Linked DNA regions of Mus musculus: region 1 is linked to region 2. A link is a contact called in public HiChIP or PLAC-seq data. All regions are on one chromosome and are shown on one strand. The core of a region is the stretch at or near the end of the contact, and the rest is flanking DNA. Distances in the headings are between cores, read along the strand shown. Region 1 holds the start of Rnf11 (ring finger protein 11). Region 2 has its middle 3.5 kb from the start of Gm40226.

Evidence for each region. HiChIP or PLAC-seq counts read pairs in DNA pulled down with a chosen protein or histone mark.
Region 1: a contact with region 2 is called in an H3K4me3 HiChIP or PLAC-seq map of the SCID.adh cell line, with 13 read pairs. The contact joins the promoter of Rnf11 here to the enhancer-like site in region 2. A contact is called at or near these places in 2 of 39 promoter capture datasets (embryonic stem cells and macrophages), 1 of 484 Hi-C or Micro-C datasets (nephron progenitors), 3 of 115 datasets of contacts at active chromatin or transcription factors (the SCID.adh cell line, embryonic stem cells and microglia) and 2 of 9 other capture datasets (adipose tissue and pancreatic islet).

What each region holds. Positions count from the first base shown.
Region 1 is chr4:109,474,502-109,478,288 of GRCm38.p6, forward strand. It overlaps Rnf11 (ring finger protein 11), which reads right to left and starts at 2,004. Exons shown (of 3, transcript NM_013876.3): 1 at 1,609-2,004. The coding sequence starts at 1,731.
Region 2 is chr4:109,545,459-109,549,391 of GRCm38.p6, forward strand. No RefSeq gene overlaps it. Among named protein-coding and RNA genes, the nearest start is that of Gm40226, 3.5 kb to the right of the region's middle. Within about 2 kb of position 2,048, at least 9 of the 459 cell types and tissues checked have an H3K27ac peak or open chromatin away from gene starts, as enhancers often do. A contact at or near this core is called in the SCID.adh cell line, adipose tissue and microglia, where this site is marked.

The sequences.
Region 1 (3,787 bases), core at 754-3,253, 71 kb before region 2:
TGTCTGTCTGGTCAACTTCCTGAGTCACTGTCTAACAATAAGTTTTTTTTTTTTTTTTTTTTTTAAACAGCAGAGTTATAGTTCTATAGTGGTGTTTTGCTAGAATGCATAGGGTTCTCAGTTTAATTCCTGTTACTGATTATGGATAATATTCATATTCCATTTAGTATTAGGTATTGCTCCTGAAGCAATTTAAATATGTTGGGAGAAATGGGCCACATAAATATAGCCAATACTTAATTTTTATAGGACAGAAATTGCATGAAATATTGACGACAAAGCTTCTATTCTTCATTTATCTCAGTTATTGAGTATCTACTATGAGTCAGATGCTAGAGTATAAAAGCACCTGGAAACTGTCCCAAATTCAGCTTGTACAAGGGGAGGAGAACACATATGTCAAGGGTGAGACACACAACTACCTAAACAAAGATACTGCACTAAATTATTTTAGGTCTGGTACTGCTTGTAAGTGTAGAAGGTACATGGGGGACGTATCCAGGAATTCGGGGAAGAAGGGTGGGTAATGTCAGTACTTTAGATACTTGAGCTGAGTCCTTAAAGAGGATTAAATGTTCACCTGGGCAACCTTGGGGGAAGGGCTCTTAGCATAAAGATCACCTGGAGCAAAGACAAAACTATCAACAGCCTGGTTTGGTTAAAATAGAGGCTTTTGCCAGGCTATCGTAAAGATGGGACTTGACTAACATGAGGGGGTCAGAAAATCAGCTCATATGATCAATTTTTTGCCACGTGATGAGAAACTGGTTTACACAGGATTGAGAAAACACTACACTAGATAATGATGTCACCACATAAAATCAAAGGAGACTGCACAGTTAGAAAACTAAACTCTCTTCAGGAAAATATTAAAGAACTGTATTAAAGCCCACCTGAGAAGTTTACTCAATGTATCATTTAGAAAGACCCATTCAGGAGTCTTTGATAAAGAGGACTTTAAGTAACAGATGGCATTTCCCAAGTCAGGTTGAAAGGTCTCTCAAGTTCAAGATAATCAAATTTTAATTAAGCCAACTTATTTAAAAGATGTGTCACAGGGGTGGAGCTTAAAATTACCACATATGTATATATAAACAAGTAACTCTTTATGAAGCTGAGGCCAAAATCGCCACTTGGAATTCTACCTCCCAAGTAGATGGTAAAAAAGACATTCTACCAGAGCCAATTAACAAAAGAGTGGGGAGGATCATAAACGAAAACACAAATATAAGGGGGGAGGGGGTGACAAGCTACGCAAAACCCGTAATCCTCTTGGCAGTCTGATGAGGAAATCACACAACTCAGACATAAAGGCAGGAAAACCATGTCATCCTCAACTCCACAAGCTAAACTACTAGGCACCGAAGGGGATAAGATCACACACTCGATTCCTGAACTCAAGGACAGAAGACCGTCCTCAACCCGTGCCCAAGGGGATGCCCAGAAGGACCCTTTTCCATTTGGGAACCGGGCAGCAGACACCCTCAAGGCCAGCCCTGAAGGGGTCAACGCCACCCCCCCCCCACCCACCCCCGGTCTAGGCCGTGGAGGCCAAGGGCAGAGGGCCCGAGCCGCCTCCTCTCGCACGCCGACACACACCCTCCCTACCTGATATGGCGGCGGCGGCTCCTGATCTGGCTCCGTCCCCTCGCCAAAGCTAGCCCGGTCGGACTGAGACTCGTGAAGCAGGGAGATGTCATCCGAAGTCGGGGATTTGAGGCAGTTCCCCATCTTCCGGGGCTGGGGTGTATGCTTGAGATCTGCGGGAGGAAGAAAGCTGTGACCCGGTCTCTCGCACGCTCGGCGGTGAGCTCGCTCGGCGCCGCGGGGTCCAAGGCGGCAGGCCCGGGGCTCAGGCGGCGGCTCCCCCGCGCCCCGGCGCCACCGAGGGGCCGCTCATGCCAGCCCCCGGGACAGGGGGCGCGAGGCTAGGCCGCGGGCTGCGCCGGGGTCGCGTCTGGAACCTGAGGGGGGCGGGGGCGGGAAGACTGAGCGCTTCCCCACCCCGCCCCCCGCGGGGCGGCGGCGGCCACGGGCTGCTGGGCCTAATCCAGGTCAGGAGGGGGGGGCGCGGCCGTCTCGGTTGCCTCAGCTGCTGCCTCAGCTGCTGTTGCCCCTGCCGACGCTGGAGCCGCGGCCCGGGGCCTCATCCTACTCCGCCTCGGCGCGGCGGCGGTGGCCAGAACGAGGCTGGCCAGGCCTACGTCATGCCGCCGTGCGTGCTCCGGCCCCGCCCCGGGCGCGCGCGTCCGACTCCTGGACTGCGTGGCTGGGCTCTGAGTTTAAGGTCCAGGCTGTGTGGCTGTTGGTCTCCCGACCATCTGCCTCCGGCGCCCCCTGTATGTCCCGGCTGCAGCCAGCTTGCGGACTTACCTTACCTTACCTGCGCGGTGTCCTCAGACTGTTCACGCTGTCTGCCGGGTTGATGTCTGTAAGCACGGATCTGAATGGACCAGGCAGATAGCTGAGGTGTTTAGCTTCCTTCTCCTTTATCCTTTAAGAATAAAGTCCAAACTCATGTGATGAACACGCCCTACCCTCCCAACATCACAGCCATGAGATTATCGGATTGCCCATTTCTTCCCAATCCCACCTCCCTAATTCAAGCCTCTCAAACTAACATTTGCCGTTGATTCTCAGTCTCTCTGTGTTCATCATTGTCCCCTACCTCCATACCCTTTGAATGATTGAGGATATATATATATGTATTGGGAAGGCATATATATATATATGCCTTCCCAATACTACCCACAGAATAATCTTAAGAAATCTCTTGCCGAGCAGTAGTGGCGCACACCTTTAATCCCAGCACTTGGGAGGCAGAGGCAGGCAGATTTCTGAGTTCGAGGCTAGCCTGGTCTACAGAGTGAGTTCCAGGACAGCCAGGGATACACATAGAAACCCTGTCTCGAAAAACAAAACAAAACGAAACGGGAAAAAAAAAAAAAACGGAAAGAAGAAATCTCTAATCTCATTCAAAATACTGCCCCTCTTTTATAAATTCTAAATCCCAAAATGGCCAAAGTGCTTCTAGTCCTCTCAAAGACTGTTCTCGCTGGCTGAGATTTCCACAGACAGACAGTATTCCTGACCTCTTACCTCTCGCTGGGCTAATCATTATCCTCACCAGTCCTTCGTGGACTCCATTTCATTTCCCTTGAAAATCTTTTTCTGCTTCTCCAGTCTGGGTTAGTCACCTACTCAGAGTTCCCAGTCAGGGCCTTTCTGTCAGGTTGATCAAGCTGAGTTCTCTGTCCCTTCCCTGTGTAAGGCCTGGCATGTTGCCTAAGGTAGTAGAGTCTTTCCTTGGCTGAATGAACAAATGCTCAAACAGCATATGCAAAGGGAAGAACAAGAAGAGAGTGTTCTCCACAGCCATTTTTTTTTAATCAAGAAGGCAAGAAGTTGACTTTGATCTCCAGTTTTATTCACCATTGACTGATTTATTGTTATTTACAGGCCCTATGTTAGAGCGACTGATTCATAAAACCTGACTTTTTTCTTGAAAGATCCTGGGTTTACCTGCAACAACAAACAAAGTCTTAGAGGGTCCCCTCCCCTGATGTTTGTAGAAAACTCTGTTTATTTCGTTTGGGTGAGGGTCAGAAGGGATTTTTGATAGATACTACTGTGTTTAATGAGTAAATCCCAAACATTTTCCCTTTAAATCCCAATTCCACAAAATCACTATCAAAGTGAGGTCAAACTCTATGTTCAAAGCAGGGGGTCTTAACTAGGCATGCCTTTAATCTCAGCACTCTGGAAGCAAAAAGCAGGCAGATCTCTG
Region 2 (3,933 bases), core at 798-3,297:
AAAATGTTAAGGATTTAGAAATAAAGGCCTGGAGAGATGGTTCAGCAGTTGAGAGCACTGACTGCTCTTCAGAAGGACCTGAGTTCAAATCCCAGCAACCACATGGTGGCTCACAACCACCCATAATGAGATCTGACGCCCTCTTCTAGTGTGTCTGATTATGTCACATAACCGTTTAAATACCAAGAGTACAAAGCAGAGAAACAATATTGCTAAAAGTAACTGAAAATACCAAATTAACTACATACAAAGGCAAAATTCATCAGAACTACATGAGACCTCTCAGAAGAAATTCTGAAAACCATGAAAGCATAAAATAATATTTTAACCCATGACAGTAGATAATTATGAACAAAAGTTACTATATCCACCAAAGTTATTCTTTAAATCAACAGAAAAGTAAAGATCTCCCCTGATAGTCACAAAATAAATCAATTAATTACCATCAAGCCATTACTGCAGAAGATACATAAAGGAATCCTACACAGAGTGAAGAGAGATAGCCACAAACAGGAGGGTCCCACAAAGAATACATTTCACAAGAAGAATGTATGAACCATGAAACAATCAAATTACATAGTTTAACAGAATAAAATGGGAAAGTCCTACAGTGAATAGGAAGAAATAAAAGAACAAAGTATTGAATTAACTAGAAAAACACAAAACACTCAATATATTTATGGGAATCAGCAAATATCTCTCAATCATAACTTAAGTGTAAACAGTCTTAACTCACCAATTAAATGACACAGACTGAATGAATGGATTAGGAAACAAGGCCCAACTGTTTGTTGCCTGCAAGACATGTATTTCACTATCAGAATACAGACCAAGGGGTAAAGGATAAAGAACGATATACCAGAAGCAAGTTGGAATATCTCTACTCACATCTGAAAAAGTAGACTTCAAGTCCAAATCAGAAAGTATAAAGTCATTACAGAGCAACAAAGAGACAAACTGTGCATCCCTGTTTCACAAGGCAAACACTTGTGGATATCAAGCAACAGATAGGTCAAGAAACAACAGCAGTAGAGCTCAATACCCTATGCTTATCAACACACCACTCATACAAAAAAATTAATAAAGCAGATAAAACTGCACCATAGGGAAAAAAAGGTGGTGGATGATACCCACACATGGTCTGACAAAGTCTTCAGGGTCTAATCTGGAGAAGGCTCAAAACAGCTTCAGAATATTTCTCCCTTAATTGGAGAAGTGAAATAGAAAACTTTCCAAAAGCAGAAGAGAAAATTCAGAGCTGGTGTCAGCGGAATTAGCTTTGTTAGGGGAGCTCCTTGCACCCAATAAGGAAATGCTGGCAACAGACTGGAAGCCAGAGAATAGAAAACCTTTACAATGGCAGATCCTCTAAAGGGCTGGGAATAAAAGCCATGCCCAGGCTAATAGCAGCTTTAGCAGAAGGAAATGCTGGGAGAAAATCCCGCTCTCTTCACCAAGTAAGTACCTGATGGAACACAAGTGGGAAGCTACTTCACAAAGACTCCTGCTGCCCTGGCATCCTGATGTCCTGAGACCCTTTCTAAACCACACTCAGGAAGTTCAGAGCAAGAATCAGGAGTCTATACATTCAAATCTAGCTTGCAGAATATTACTAGATTGCAGGAGGAAAAAAAACAAAACAAAAACAAAAACAACAACCAAAAAAACCTTAAATCAGGATCATGTAGTGTCCCATGAGCTGAAAACCCAAAGGTGATGGTTAACACAGACTCCAACCAGTATACTGGAAATTGGAAAGGACCACACAAGTGTTGAAGAAAACAGAATCCTGAAGGGATAACAGATGTGGGAGCAGATTCTGGGACTCCAGTGGTGAAGCAGCTCTAATGGACTGGACCAGAATCTATAATCCAACCAGCCAAAGGAAGACCCAGAGGCCAGAACCCATCACAGAAGAGCTACAAGGAGTGAGATAGGCTTCTGTGAGCTAGAGAAGACACACTGAGAGCTCCAGACTGAAGCCAAGCTGTCAGGTCACATCTACACATGTAGCTCCACCCAGCTCCTCCCACCCTCTACATCGGTTCCTCCTCCTTATTTAACACCCAATGGCAGTTTAGCAGGCTAGTTTGGCTCTGCCCTGTCTTTGCCTGGACACAGTGTTCTTCCCGTGGCTTTAAAGGTCTCTATGTCTCAGCCTCCTTTTTATTATTTGATTGCATACCCCCCTTCAGTCTACCATTAGCAAAAATTCCTTTATTTCTCTGTTCTGTTTTCATTCCTAGATTCCCAACCCCCTTATTCTGCTTTTTTTCTTTCCTTTTTCCTTTCCTTTCCTTCCCTTCCCTTCCCTTCCCTTCCCTTCCCTTCCCTTCCCTTCCCTTCCCTTCCCTTCCCTTCCCTTCCCTTCCCTTCCCTTCCCTTCCCTTCCCTTTCCTTTCCTTCCCTTTCCTTTCCTTTCATCTCCTTTCCATTCATATGCACAATAACTAATCTGTTTGGGGGACCTTTAGGAAGTGTGGCCTTGCTGGAGGAAGAATATCATCTAGGATGGGATGTGAAGTTTCAAAGCCTCCCAGCATTCCCACTTAGCTGTCTCTGATTCTTGTTCATGGTGAAAGATGTGAGTTCTCAGCTTCCAGCTCCAGCAGGTATATCTGCTGCCTGCTGCCATGGTGTCTTTGACATTATGGACTCTAAAGTCTTCTTGAATGGTAAGCCCAAACAAACTCTTTCATTTATAAGTTATTGTGGCCATATAGTTTTAACCACACCGATAGAAAAGTTACTAATACACAGACAGACAAGGAATTCTGAGGACAGAGCCTGGACCATTGAATCACCACTCTAACAGAGAAAAACAACACCAGAACTCTACAACCTAGTCCCTCTTGAACATTGCAACGCTTCTACTTAAAGAAGAAAGGTGATCTAAATAAAAGCCAAATTCAATTTATGACCAAACTCCAGATGTACAAATCCCAACACAAAAATACAAGCATGAAAAAAAAAAAATTCCTACAAACTGACCAACCCAGCAGTAACGGCCCCCAAAAGAATGACATGAGCAAAATTCCTGGTAACAAATCCAAAAGAATGGTTATAAGTACATTCAAAGCAACCAGAGCACACAAATAAACTGAATTCATTCTTCGAGAATGCAAACAGCTGAACCAAACAAGGAAGTACTTACAACTCAACAAAGAGATAGAAATAACGAAGAAAACCAAATTGAAAAGCTCAGTGGAAAGACCCACCAATAGAATAGGACTAATTCTGGAGGCAGTCCCTTGTGTCGGTGTGGATGCTGGGGGTAGCTTTTCCTAGCCTCAAGGTTTCTTCTTTCTCTGGGTCTGCTGGGGTCTGTCACCTGTTCTACTCCTGCCAGATTCTATTTCTCATCCCCCTTCTTCCGGCCACCAGCAGCCCCCCACTAGACCCCTGGGCACAGCATCCTTTTCTCTATGTCTTCCAGATTCTATGTCTCCAACAGTACCCATACATATCTATAAGCAAAACTACTCATATACACAAAGTAAAAACAAATATATCCTTTTTAGTTAAAAAATACATATTTCGAAGGGGTAATTGAGTCTTTAGTGGTGAAAATTTAGAAAAATGAAAATAATTTTGATGACAAGATCTTCTGTTTTCTTTCCCCTTCAGGGTTAGGAAGTTGAAGACTAGGAAGCATATTAAAATTGATAAGGTAGAATTCTATGATGCATGAACATATTTGTAACCAGTATACTATTTAATAGATATGCTGTGTAAGAAGGTAGATGGCAAGAAAAAAAATGAAAGAAAGCAGGGAGAGCGTAATTTACAACTCTGAAAGCATATTGTTTCAGATTGCCCTCCAGTTCAGCTTGCCCTAGAATGAGACCTGGTGAGGAGGCAGCTTACCACTGCTCCAGGAAAGGAAGGCTGGGGATGGAGAGAGAGCTGGCGGTTAAGAGCACTGGCTGCTCT